Regions from separate parts of the Sus scrofa genome. Here region 2 is linked to region 1. Evidence: chromatin contacts called from public HiChIP or PLAC-seq data. All regions are on one chromosome and are shown on one strand. Each heading gives the region's core, a stretch centred on a gene start, on an enhancer-like site or on the middle of the called end of the contact. The rest is flanking DNA. Distances are from core to core; before and after follow the strand shown. Region 1 overlaps GSAP (gamma-secretase-activating protein). Region 2 overlaps NAPEPLD (N-acyl-phosphatidylethanolamine-hydrolyzing phospholipase D).

Region 1 (7,197 bases), core at 812-3,311:
CACAGAGAATGTTCTGTTTTCTGACACTGATGACATTCTTTCTAGGGAACTAGCACAAGCAAAGCCCGTGAGAGGAAGGGCCAAGTTCCCTGAAGTGCAACAAGAGAGAATGACTAGTGATAGGATGCAAATGGGCCTAAAGTTCAGGAGCAGAAGGAGCTCTGACAGGACACAGGAACAGAGGACACACGGAAGCCCTGGCCAGACCAGCCACACTTCCCATGTTGCAAGTCCCCCATCAGTGCAAGGGGGGAGCCTGAATCCCACACGTTCATGTGTGCCTGGCCTACTGCTCCTGCCTGGTGCTGGTGGAAGACCCGGGGCTTCAGGCCTAATGGCTTGGTCCCCTGGGGCTGCTCAGTGAAGTCACAGCTCACAGGGCCATGCGCACAGCTACAGGATATGAGCCAATGCACTGTACAAAATCATTTCCTCTGGGGTCACCCTGCATGTACCTCAGTGGCCAAGGCTGTAACATGGAAGTGGGGTATAAAAACAACAGCTCTTTTTTTTTAACAGAAGCTGACCTTTAGGAGGTGTGAAAGAGTTCCACTGACAAAACCACAGAAAAGCCTGTGTGTGCATATGCTGAGCATCCTCTTCCCCTGGTTTCCCTCAGCTGAGTCCCCCTTGTTTGTCAAGACTTGGCTTCCACATCACCCTCTCTGAGAAGCCTTTTCCAACCACTGTCCCTACTCCCCACAAGCCCTCACCCCTGCAGCCTGCAGCTGCACAATGCCAGCCCTCTAGTTTAGAAGCTGTGTGTTAGCATTGCTTCCTCACATGCTAAAGATAAAGCAGCCCCCTAGGGCATCCCAGCACCAAGCCAGGGACTGGGCCCTACAAACATTTCCTCTCATTTTCTTCCCACCCTTGCCCTGGGAAGGACAACACACAAAATGAATAAATGGCTTGCCTGGGAGTACAGAGTCAACATGTGGCCAAGCTGGAGCCCAGTTCTGTCTGCTTTGAAGCCATGCTCCTCCCTCATAACCACACTGCTTGTCTAGAGGCCCCTCGTCTTCGCACCCCATGACCTAGCCTCCTACCCCCGTGAGCTAATAACCCAAATGAAAGGACCATGCAAGTCAAAGACCCTTCCCTCATCAGACAGCTGGAGAGAAAGCAGCCTTAAGCCGAGGGAAGTATACTATTCAGGTACAGCAGAGGGCATGTTAATTAGATCAGCTCTATGAGGAAATGTAAGGAAAATCAACAGTGGACTTGTATTTGCCAAGGACGTGGCAGGGTGCAGAGGGATGGCCAGGGAGTTTGCAGTTAGTAGATGCAAACTATTACATTTAGAATGGATAAGCAATGAGGTTCTACTCTATGTACAGAACAGGGAAGTATGTCCAATTTCTTGGGATAGAAAATGATGGAAGATAGTATGAAAAAAGAATATATATATTTTTTCATATTATTACAAGGTCACTTTGCTGTACAGCAGAAATGGAAGGAACATGGTAAATACTTTAATTTAAAAATTTTTAAAAAGAAAAGAAAACAAACAGTCAAAGACTCCTCTGGCAAAGGCACGTTCAGCGGCTGTCCCCAAAGGACCTGATGCCAAGAGAGGCGTGAAAGGAGCTGGGTGACCATTCTGATGGGAAGATAGGAAAGGGTGCTATTGGAAGTGATTTCCCTGCCAACCCACAGTGGGAGGGAGAACCATGTTACAAACAAAATATGGTATGAAACCCAGAAGGCTTCATTACAGGTCTTTTCTTACCCGCACTCCTTGCTTCTAGGTTAGAAATCACCCTACAAAGAAATTAGCCAATGTTATTCACACAGGAAGCATTATTTAAAAGAAAAAAAAAGCCACAATACCATACAGAGACAATGTCCTTTAAAAGCCCATAAAACCACTGCAGAAACTGTTTTCGGGCTGTTGCAAACCTCAAAAACTTTAATCAACTTGGCAAAAGCCACATTAGGCAATTATAAAATCTCATAAGTCTTTAGTGCAAACAATGACAATAACGTAGAACAATTGCGGCACTCAGTTATTGGAAATAATGGGAACAGAAAATAGAACAGGAATTGGAACGGAGCCTATGCTTGTAAGCACTCCGAGATGACTCATCTACCCAGAAAATACACTTTCAAAACAAGAGCAGGCTCACCAGCCCACTAACACTTTTTAAAAATCAAACCACTGTTTGTACCCACCCCTAACATGCTCAGTTAATAAACGCTTTCTTTACCACTTTTTCCTACTAAGTCATCCACCCCCAGGATGTGAATCTAAAAAGTTTAACACATAAACTTTTCCCACTAGAAACTGCAGCTCCAAACTCAAGACTAGGGTGCAGGTGGCTGCATTCCTAAGCAGACAGCATCATCTTGCTAAGGTTACACAACACAAGTAAACTATTTTCCTGAGTTAACTGTAAAAGATAGCTATCTTACAGCTAAACTAATCCCTCGTTTTACTTACTTCATTGCATTATCAAGAATATTTCTCACATACACCATCGACCTTCTTTTTCTTGTTTTCTACAAATGAGGACACATCAGAGGTGTGGAAGTTGAAATTTTGTGGGTGACATTTTACACACGGAGTCATAATGCAGTAAGAGTTAAGAGTTCAGAAAAAGAGATACTTTCCAGGTAATCAGAACACCTAGATTCTTTAAAAATACTAGTAAAAAAAAAAAATCAGTTTTTGGAGTTCCTGTTGTGGCTCAAAGGTTAGCAAACCCAACTAGCATCCGTGAGGACTCGAATTCGATCCCTGGCCTTGCTCAGTGGGTTAAGGATCCTGCATTGCCTTGAGCTGTAGTGTAGGTTGCAGATGTGGCTTGGATGGATCTGGTATTGCTGTGGCTGTGGCGCAGGCCGGCAGCTGTTAGCTCCCATTGGACCCCTAGGCTGGGAACCTCCAGATGCCATGGGTGCAGCCCTAAAAAGACAACCCCCCCCCCCCAAAAAAAAAGTTTTATTCTGAAACCATTACATATCTCCAAGGAGTTAAAAGTCACCTATATATTATGTACAATAACACCACAACTATATCAACAATGCTACTTAGAGAGTTCACGTACCCTCCCCCACCCCAGTGTTTACATCTCATATAAATAACTATAGTGCAACACCAAAATCAGGAACATGGCACTGGTACATTGAGTGTGTACTTCTGCCACACTTTGAACACATGCATAAATTCACATACCACGAGGTACCACCCAATCAAGACACACAACAGCTCCATCACCTCGAAGATCTCCCCTTGCCTACCCTTTACAGGGGTCACAGTCACTCTTCTGCTTTTCAACCATCCCACATGCCCAGCAGCCACTAATTTGGGAACACTTGGATTTGTTTAAATCAATTTATCATGGAGTAATGCAAGAAAACAGGTCAGTCCTGCTTTTTCTATGGACATGCCATGTGTGTCTCTTAAACTCTTTGCATTGCGTTTCCTCTTCAAGAGGAGAGAGATCAGAGAAGCACCTTGGTCAGCCTACCGGACGTTAGCAGCACCCATCAACAGCGCCTGGCAGCTGGGGAGAGCGCTGTGGACAAAGCTAGCCTTGTGACCTCAGGGCATCATCTGACCTTTATCCACTAAGTTTCTGCTTCTAGCTTTGCTCTCAGGAACCCACACGTACCTCTTCCGAGATCAGGCTGAGCCACTCTCTCCTGACCATGCTGTTGTTATAGTGTAAGTGTGGCTTGGAGTACTTAACATATTCCAGGTTGGCATTCAGTTTTTCCCAGTAGCCCTTAAAGCTGTGCACCTGCGGGAGACAAACACACCAAGAGCTTGAGAAGCAGGTCCTGTGGCCCAAACTACCTGCTTGGGCCATGCAGGCCTTGCAGCCAAGCTGGGCTCACCTCACAGCCTCAGCTCTCGTGAGGCAGCATTTCTGAGTGAATACTTCCTACAGTGGATGGCATCCTTGTCCCAAGAGGAATTCTAAAATAGAGAGGCTCAAGGAGTCTTGCCTCCCTCCTTCCTTTTGAGCCCCTTTTGCACAGAGAGCAAGCTGCTCATGTCCCCAAACCAGCAGGACTCCCCTGGGTGAGGGCTAAGCTACACTGAACAGAGTGAGTCATTTCTTCCCCAGAGACCCACGTTGTGTCAACAATGCCCTGGTCAGTGAGAGAATGCTCACCAGATTTGCAGCACATGGAAAAATAGATTTACTTTCTGCTAAGTTTATTGACTTCCAAAGGATCTTTTTCAAAACTCAGGAATCAGAAAGGTAATGTAAACTGCTGTCACATTCAAGGTGTCAAATACTCCAAGACAGGATTGATAGTCATCCATCCCATCTAGGCTTTTGACGTGTTGATATAACTGTACTACCCTGAAGCAAAAAGACATCCTTATGTCATTTTTAAATAAATTGCAAGAGTGATACATTTTTTAATGTCGAAGGATATCCTGACTCAAACATTGTTTTTGTAAATTAATGAAGATGGATTTATGATATACACTTTCTTGCCAAAATATATGCATTTATAAAAGATTTGACTGGGTTCAAGGGTACAACGTGTGGTCATAAATCAAAGGGAGCTAATGCCCGAGTCCCGTCGTGGCGCAGCAGAAACGAATCCGATTAGGAACCATGAGGTTGCGGACTCCATCCCCGGCTTTGCTCAGTGGGTTAAGGGTCTGGTGTTGCCGTGAGCTGTGGTGTAGGTCGAAGACACAGCTCAGATGTGGTGTGGCTCTGGCCGTGGTGTAGACCGGCAGCCACAGCTCCTATTCTACCCCTAGCCTGACAACCTCCATGCCTCAGGTGCAGCCCTAAAAAAAAAAAAAAAAAAAAAAAAAGTGAGCTAATGTCTACTGTGGGAACAGACTTGGCTGCATTGCAAGGAAAAAAAGAACTTTTTAAAGTACCTTTTTTGAAGTAATAGCACATCATCCAAATTCTCACTGAAAGGACAGTCCACAATTGGCTCAAAATGGATGTTGCAATATCAGTAAAGTGAGTTACATAATAAAACTAACCTATTTTAGAAGATTGAAAGGCCTGTCCAGCCAACACCCATTCTCACAGAGACAGGAAAAGCTACTTTCAAGAAAGGGCAGTTCTAGAGGAAATCGGAACCCTGGGGTCAGGTCCCATTCCGCACTTGACCTACCTCACTCATCTTTTCTTTCCCTTTCCATTTCTTTATTATGACTATACCTTTATTCACCCTTTGCTCTTCCGTGTATTGAAAAAAACAATAATAAAGGCAAATCCTGCTGACGTTTGGCAGAATTAGATTCCTGACAGGAAGTCCCTACTATTGCTATTCTACCTCTGGGTTCAGGCAACTGGTGCTGAAAGCTGGAAAACTAATTGATGTTGTGGCGACATCTAGTGGTCGGTCCTGATATTAGTTCTTCCTGCTTTGCCACTGAGTCCTAACAGGTGGTCCACCCAACCTGGCCCAGGACCAGGCAGGGAGGGGAGAAACGCAGGTGCCCTTCTACCTTCTGCAAGCCCTCTTCTCCTCAGGCCAAATGCCACTCTCCTATCAGAAGAACCCACTCTTATTTTCACACTGTGGTTCCTAAGAAAAGATCTTGTCCAAACTACCTTCCTCTCACTCCTCCAAAAAATCCCTTTTCATCCCTGGCCCCAGAGCTTCTGCACACTGTGGGCACTGCCCCCACCCCCCCAAAAAATCACTTTCTTCATAACCTTTTCTTAGCTGAGAATAAACAGATAAAACAAGTCCAAGGACATGTTTCAAAGGGGCTCCTGAGCCCACTGCTGTACGTAAAATGGAGTGTTTATATGAGTTGAAGTTTACTTAAGATTTTCAAAGGAATCCATGGGTTAAAATACTTCAAAACTACTGAGTAAGAAAGAAAAAGGATCTAGGTTCTAAAACGCCAACTTACAGTTAAATAAGGAACACTGGTAGCCAAAAGCTGCAGAAATATTTTAATATAATGTGTTGTTCAGAGAGGTCATTGGGCTGGATGTTATGATGCAGATATTGAGAGAGTACTGAGAAAAAGTTAGTGGAATGTATCATTACTTAGTATTTACTAAATAAGTGAATGTAACGTTTTCTGTTATGAAAATTCAGGAGATCATTGTAAATTGGAAGGTCTAGTTGGAAGCCTGGGAAAGAGATAAAACCCCGAGGGTGAACATGGTAGGTGAAGGGTGAAGAGAGAATGTTCCTAGTGGGGTTCTTAGGAAGGGAGCAAAGATTGAGAGACTGGAATGTGGATTGTGGGTTTAGAGCAGAGACAGAGCTTGAGAGACAGCAGAGAAAATAACCCACAGCACTGCATTCTTTGTGGTGAAGCTACCTGCCTCGAGGGTGTGGCGCCCAACCTCAGCAACCACCTGGGTCCCATTCTCTAAAATCCTCAGTGGTGTGGGCTGTGAGCTGAGCCTGTGAGTTTTAGATGGCCCCCAGGCAAGCCTAACATTCAGCCCAGGCTGAGAACACAGCTTGAGCATGTCCAGGTAATCCCAGCCTCCCTCCCTCCCTCCAAGATTCTCATCAATCTACATCTCTTGGTTTAAAGGCTGATGACGAACCAGGTGTCTGAAGATTTGCAGTGGGGCTGTGAATTAACAGGAGACAGGGTTAGAGAGAAGGTGAGGACCAGTCTTCAAAGGATCTCAAATGCCAGAGTAACAGCAGCATGCTCATTAACCCAGGGAAAAAAAGAAGCTCTCAGGTAAAAAGCAGTTGTAACATAGTATTCGGGGAAGAGGGCACGAGAGCTACACAATCGCACACTACCTGCAACCCTGGAGTACAGAAACCACTCCTTTCAGTCAGCTAGCCCTTCCTGAGCACCAGATTCAACTTCATTCATTCCTGAGCAAAAGTCAAAGCCACAAGAGTCCAGGAAGCACACTGCCAGCTACTTGAAAGTAGCTTATAAAGTTTTAAAATACATAAACATGCTTTAGAAGAAAAACACCCATGAATTTAACTACTTCTGGGAGACTCTGCTGTTAGTCCAAATCCTCAAGGAATGGCCCAGAAGCATTTTCCTGCACAAAGAGGAGTTTTAAATTTTGATTTTAAAGGAAGGAAAATTATTCCAAGTCTCTTCTTGAGAACTAATCTAATTTTGACTCTTAGGATAACATGAAATAATTACCAAATGTAACCCATCGCAACAATTAATTGAACAAAAGGACCAACCTGTTACATGAAGGTACTGTTTCCCATTTATGTGGGAAATAATTTCGATTTTTTCTTTCCTTAAAAAGG
Region 2 (6,680 bases), core at 2,798-5,297, 490 kb before region 1:
GGGCACACCCCAGAGGGCTCTTATAGACGACTCATTTTGCCCAACTACTGATTGTACAATTTTTTTTTTTGGTCTTTTTGCCTTTTCTAGGGCCGCTCCCACGGCATATGGAGGTTCCCAGGCTAGGGGTCCAATCGTGTCTGCAACCTAACACCACAGCTCTCTGCAACGCCAGATCCTTAACCCACTGAACAAGGCCAGGAATCGAACCGTCAACGTCATGGTTCCTAGTTGGATTCGTTAACCATTGCGCCACAACGGGAACTCCCGATTGTAGAATTCTATTTCCATCTGGTTATACTTAAATTACTTTTGTTTCCCTCTCTTCTTTTCAGGGCTGCACCTGTGGGGCATATGGAAGTTCTCAGGCTAGGGGTCGACTCAGAGCTGCAGGTGCTAACCTACACCACAGCCACACCAACAGGGGATGCAAGCTGCAAGGCCAGATCCCTAATCCACTGAGCGAGGCCGGGGACACCACTCCGCCTGCGCGCCCCAAGCCCAATGAGAGCTCCTTCAAATTACTTCTTGAAACTGAATTGTATCTGGCAGTTCAAAAAGGAAAATCTGGGAATCACAATTCGGTGAAGACCGAAATCATCCTGAGGTTTTTGTTTTTGTTTTAAAGAAGCGAATTTAGATGAGAACTGTGTATAGCACGAGGCTGTGATATCTTTTTAAAAGTTAATTAGCACACACCGTGACAAGGCAATGCCGCCATTAATAGTTAATATCTACTATACACACTTCAAATTACCGTTTAGATTCTTCACTACCAGGCTCATGGCGCCATAGGTTTTAAGTATCTTGCTACCAGGTGCTGGTCTACTATGATCGCGCAGGCTGGGAGAGGCCAAATCCCTCTTAATTTTAGAAATTAGGGCCAGAGTGCGACAAGGCAGGTTTTCCTGCGACCTGAAAGTTAGGAGGTGGTCTAGGCAGCCAGGCCGTGTCGGAACGGCTGGTAGAGTGTCGGGGATGCCCGGGCGGGCCGGGAGGGGGGGAAGCGCGCCTCCGCGCCAGGGTCCGCGGGGGCGGCCATCTTGGTAGGAGCTGGCCGGGCGGCCCCGCGCCGAGCTGGCAGGCTCTAAGGTCACAATAAGTGAGTGACCGGGCGACACGGAACGGCATCTAGCTGGGCTGGGGCCCCGCGCAGCCTCGGGGCGCTCGGTGGACCGTGGCGCCAGCTCGTCCCAGGATGGTGAGGCGGCGAGCACTGAGGCGCTGCCTGCAGCTGCTGGCGCTCTCGGCGGAGCCGGCGCGGCGGGACCGGAGGCGGAGGAACCCGGCCGCCGGCCGCCGCGGCCCCTCCCGCTGCGCCGGGGCGCTGTGGCCGGTAGCAGAGGAGCGGCCACGGCGGCGGCGCGCGCTCCCGGCCTCCCCCTGCGCCAGGTGAGCCCACGCCCCCACGCCCCCGCGCCCGCCTCTCCAGGTCCCGCCCGCCAGCTGTTCCCCAGCGCGGCGCGCCTCGCTTCCTCCTGGGTCTTTGGGTGGAGTGGCCTCACGCCCCGGCCTGGGGCTGCTTGGACTCTTCGCGGAGTAGAGCGGGCTGTGGGTCGATTCCTGCTCCCGAGCCCTGCCTCATCCTGGAGATGCTACGCTTGTGAGTGGCAGGGATTCGTTGGAATTTCCACACATCGCGAGGTGGGGAGCCCGAATCTCTGAAGCTGCCTGGGTAAGGAGCCACAGGATTTTTTACTCTACTCGGGAGCCGTCTTTGGCTTTTGTTATGGGTCCTGTCTTCTCTGCACATTTCTAGGTTGCATCTTCACTGATTGGAATAAATGTGGGTGTATCTTTTGGTTGTATTGTAAACGAGTGGGTGAACAACTTCCTTAGAGTAATTTATTTCTGCTTCACCGATAGTATTTATCTTGTAAAAATCCGTTCCAACAGGTTTCTCATTTGATCTTGAAAGTTAACCACGGAATGAGCGAAAGATTGGAGGAAGGTGCGGCGGGGTGATGGAAGCCCGTGCTTTCTTGAGTTTTCTGTCCGGTGGTAGTTTGTTTCTCAAATTGAGTATTATTGCAGGCTTTTCAGGACAGCTATTCAAATAGTTCCCCCCGCTTTTGGATAGAACTAGCTGTAATCTTGGTAGTTGAGATAAATACTCTTCATCAGATGCATCACATCTCAGTTGAACCTGGAAGGTATTAAGGGAATGAGAAAAGATAACCTTTAAAAAGTCACTTTCTTCTTGTCCTTGCCTTTACTGCAGTTGATCTATCTATAATATGACTCACCTGGTTTACTTTGGCTTATTGGAATGACATGTTTGCTGTATCTGATTAACTTACTGAGAGAAATCATTCCTGAGATACAGCTCTCTGGAAATTAAGAATTAATTTCCATCTTTGTTGACAATGGTTATTTAGCCGTTCCATTTCTGTTTTAACTTTGATTGGTTTTGGTTTATCCTCAGACATCGATGTCGTTTAGAAAGAAGTTATGTACTCTTTAAAAAGAAAAGATTACCTATGTCACACGGTGGTCTGATTTTATTGCAAGAAAATATTAGGTCTATTAGAGAAGAAATTTAGGGCTTGTTTAAAACTTGAGAGAGATTGACTCCAGTTCAAACTGAAATTAAACTGAAAATGTCACAATTTTCAGATTTTATTTGGTTATATCCTCAGACTTTCCTGCTGTAAGAATACCTGCGTCTCTAAGAGAGGAAAATGCTTGGTCCATTTCTCATGCTCTTATTTTTCATTCACGATTTCAAATTGTGCAGATTTGATATTGTAAACTTTAAGTTTTAATTAGTCCAGTTTCAACTGTGTGAAGGACATTTTAATATTAGTATTCCATCATAGGGTTTGGGTTTTGGTGGTTTAGGTGGTAGTCATCTTCATGTATTTGAAAAAGGGTATTATGTTACTTTGATTATTAGTGAGTTTGGGAAATTGGGATTTTTAAGAACATTTTGTCTGTGTTTGGAAAAGTACTGTTTGCCTTTAATTTTGTTGTTGTTTGATTCTGCTTTTTCTTTGTAGTGGTAGATAGCTGTGGGTTTTTCCATTCCATTCTACCCTTTTTTTTTTTTTTTTTTTTTTTTTTTTGTAAATTAGAATATGGCTGTAGCTGGAAGACAATGTTTTCATTGAAGTATTATTGGGGAAGTGAACTGTGCCTGTAATTAATGGTTAACGAGCACTTTTATCCTGAAGGCCTGTAAGGGCATGTATAACACTGGCATTAAAAAAATCACCCATATGATTTCCAGCATAATGTACAAGTCCTGTACCATTCTAGCTGGTAGAATACTGAAGAATTCTACTTGTCTATACTTAAAATACTTTGCTTGATTTGTTTTTTAAATTTAGTAACCACTTAGTGTATTTTTAAATACTTTATTAACAGGTATTTGTGACATACTATGTATGAACTCACATATCCCCAGGGGCAGTTAGTTTTTATCAACTTACCTGGTTAAATGATGTATTATAACTATAATTTACACAGTTTTTTCAAGTACTCTTTTATATATTTATTTTTAGCTTGGTTTTATGGACATGCACTTTGTAAGATTATTAATCCACTTCCACAGATGAAGAAAATAGGAAACTGAGAGTCTGGGAGATTCAATCATTTGCCCAAGAAAGCACAGCAGCCTTGCCCTTTGACAGAATATGCATATAAACTGCTGCTTCTTGTTTGAAAAGGGTATCAATTGTGAAGATGAGAGTGGTTTGGATCAGCAAGCTTTGGTCATCATCACAGCCCTAGGTTGTGCCCCTAAACCTGTTGGTTGTGAATGGTCAGTACTATTGGCTATGACAGAGCACAGGGCTGGCATTTGAATGGATCAGCATAAATTTGAAAGTAATTGAAAATGAACTCAGTATGTGCCTGCTACCTAGAACTATTCTTCTTTCCCCTTGGAGGCTGTAGATTTTCCTGTTTATTTAATTTGGGGGCCTTCCCAGATTAAGAGACAGTAACATATTGATCCAACAGTAAATGCTTATAGACTTCTGTGCTCTTTTGTAATCTCTCTCAGAAGAATGCATTTGTCAGAATAAAGAAATGCCAAGCTTCCTCATTGTTACTGGCCATCCTTAAACTGGGTAGATAACTGTTTTGCTTGCAAAAGATCCTGATGCTAGGACAACTGGAAGATAGCAGTAATTTGTTTTGAAAGTAATTTTTTGTATTTTGAAGGTCCTTCAAACTACAAAGATGTTTATTTTCAAGTTACTATATTCAATTCTTTGGCTTGTTCAGAGAGTTGATGAGAAGTACTACTATATATATTAAGAGTATTGTGCTATTGTATGGTTGAAGTAACTAATGATAGCTTAAAGAGTTTCTGAGCTGAAAGTGCTTTTTTTAAAACTTGAGGCCAGTTTATCTGTTGATCAGCTAAACTAAATGAAAAACCCCTGATAGGGTGAAATGTGTCATTTATCTTCCCATGCTGACCACACACTCTCTTGGTTCTAAGTGTTTCCAAGCATAATAATTCAGGTGAGAATATGGTGAATCAACAGTCCAGGCTCCGTCACCAGCTAGAGCTGGACCCTAGGAGTGTCAGGTAACTCTCTGACCTGACTTGTTTTATCAGTAAAAGAAAGGGGTCACACAGAGATGATTTGAGTCATGGAGCGTTCAAGCTGGAAAGGACCTTAGAGAGTTTGTGGCCAGTCCAAACTCTTTTAACCTAACAGACTTCCTGTTTCTACTTGTGCAAGAGTTTTTATCCTCTCATGATACCACAAAGCTGAAACATCTAAATTAGACGTTTACACCATTTCACAGAGATGAGGTACAGATCTTCCTGATTTTGGATGGGGTCATGTCCTCATAGCCATGATGTGAGTTGAAAATATCATAATTTGAAAATGCGTTTAATACAGTTAACCTATCAAACATTGTAGCTAAGCTTGATCTACCTTCAGTGTGCTCGGAATACTTATGTTAGCCCACACTTGGACAAAATCATCTCACACAAAGCCTATCTTATAATTAAGTCTTAACTCTCTCATGTAATTTATTGAATACTGTAGTGAAAGTAAAAAAGGGAATGGTTCTAAGTGTTTGGGTTGTTTACCATCTTGATGGATAGCCAGTGATCCCAGTCACTCACTGGGAGCTGTGGCCTGCTGCCACTGCCCAGCATGGCAAGGGAGTATTTTTCAGCCCACATATGACTAGCCTGAGAAAAGATGAAAATTCATAATTCAGAGTAGGATTTCTACTGAATGCCTATCACTTTTGCACCATTGTGAAGTTGAAAAATCGTAAATTGAACCATCGTAAGTTGAGAATTGCCCGTACTTTAGAATTCTTGCTTGAAAGTTCATTCCTTTCTCATTCTTTCCTCATTGTGTCTCCGTTTTATAGGGGGAGGAAATGTTTGTGGTGTGTAAGTGTATGTGTGTTGTTTGGAGCCCATTTTTTTAATTGGGTGAAAGTGAATGCTGGGGCAAGTGTGAAATACTATTTGTTCTTTTCTGAGTAACTTTAAGTGAGAACAGTTAAGCAATTAAATAGATTAGTTACATCATTTGAAATCTCCATGTAAAATAAAAAAAGGCAATTGTAAGGGAACTAGTATTTATTGAGTGTCTACTAAGTGCTTTTTACTTTGAAAGGATAAAAGACATTGTTGAAAGCAAGAAGGGCTAGCCTTGGAGTTCCCGTCGTGGCTCAGTGGTTAGGAACCATAAGGTTGCAGGTTTGGTACCTGGTCTTGCTCAGTGGGTTAAGGATCCGGCGTTGCCATGAGCTGTGCTGTAGGTTGCAGACACGGCTCGGATCCCACGTTGCTGTGGCTCTGGTGTAGGCTGGTGTCTACAGCTCTGATTTGACTCCTCACCTGGGAACCTTCATATGCCGTGGGAGCGGCCCAAGAAATGCAAAAAAAAAAAAAGAAGGGCTAGCCTTGTCAGACCATGCTGTTGACTGTGTGCTACTAACTTTATTTTTTTTTTATTTATTTTTTTTTTGGTCTTTCGTCTTTTGTCTTTTTGTTGTTGTTGTTGTTGTTGTTGCTATTTCTTGGGCCGCTCCCGCGGCATATGGAGGTTCCCAGGCTAGGGGCTGAATCGGAGCTGTAGCCACCGGCCTACGCCAGAGCCACAGCAACACAGGATCCGAGCCGTGTCTGCAACCTACACCACAGCTCACGGCAACGCCGGATCGTTAACCCACTGAGCAAGGGCAGGGACCGAACCCGCAACCTCATGGTTCCTAGTCGGATTCGTTAACCACTGCGCCACGACGGGAACTCCGCTACTAACTTTAGAACCTAGGTATCTCTTCAAGATAAATTTATGGAATTATCCTTGCAGATTCATTATGATTAATGGAAAGAGCATAGGCTTTGGGATCTAATCAACTTGAGCTGGATTTCCAGGTACAACTATTACCAGCTTTTTGTCTTTAGGCATACTATTAAACTCTGTAAACCTCCAGTACATCACTTGTAACACAAGGATAATATCTGTCTCATGGGAATGTTGTGAGAATTAAGTCAGATAATATACAATAAAGTGACACATACAAGTGCTCAATAAATAGTATAAGTATAGCAATCATGCGTGCAGCTCTCTGTGTGCACTTTTGGATTGGGAAAGCTCTATTTTTGGATAGTTACCTTTTGTGATTTTATAGCTTCCCTAAGCTTGCAAGGTGTGTGTCATGGTCCAAGCATGGGTTGAAAAAAGAATTTC

What was found. HiChIP or PLAC-seq counts read pairs in DNA pulled down with a chosen protein or histone mark.
Region 2: an H3K27ac HiChIP or PLAC-seq map of alveolar macrophages shows a contact between it and region 1. The contact joins two enhancer-like sites. A contact is called at or near these places in 2 of 47 Hi-C or Micro-C datasets (embryonic fibroblasts and retroperitoneal adipose tissue) and 1 of 2 datasets of contacts at active chromatin or transcription factors (alveolar macrophages).

Annotation. Positions count from the first base shown.
Region 1 is chr9:102,760,340-102,767,536 of Sscrofa11.1, reverse strand. GSAP (gamma-secretase-activating protein) reads right to left here. Exons shown (of 32, transcript XM_021102559.1): 21 at 3,618-3,746; 22 at 2,444-2,502; 23 at 1,733-1,764. Among named protein-coding and RNA genes, the nearest start is that of GSAP, 69 kb to the right of the region's middle. Within about 2 kb of position 2,061, at least 28 of the 83 cell types and tissues checked have an H3K27ac peak or open chromatin away from gene starts, as enhancers often do. A contact at or near this core is called in alveolar macrophages, where this site is marked.
Region 2 is chr9:103,257,253-103,263,932 of Sscrofa11.1, reverse strand. The region is part of intron 1 of NAPEPLD (N-acyl-phosphatidylethanolamine-hydrolyzing phospholipase D); the gene reads left to right. Among named protein-coding and RNA genes, the nearest start is that of NAPEPLD, 48 kb to the left of the region's middle. Within about 2 kb of position 4,047, at least 4 of the 83 cell types and tissues checked have an H3K27ac peak or open chromatin away from gene starts, as enhancers often do. A contact at or near this core is called in alveolar macrophages, where this site is marked.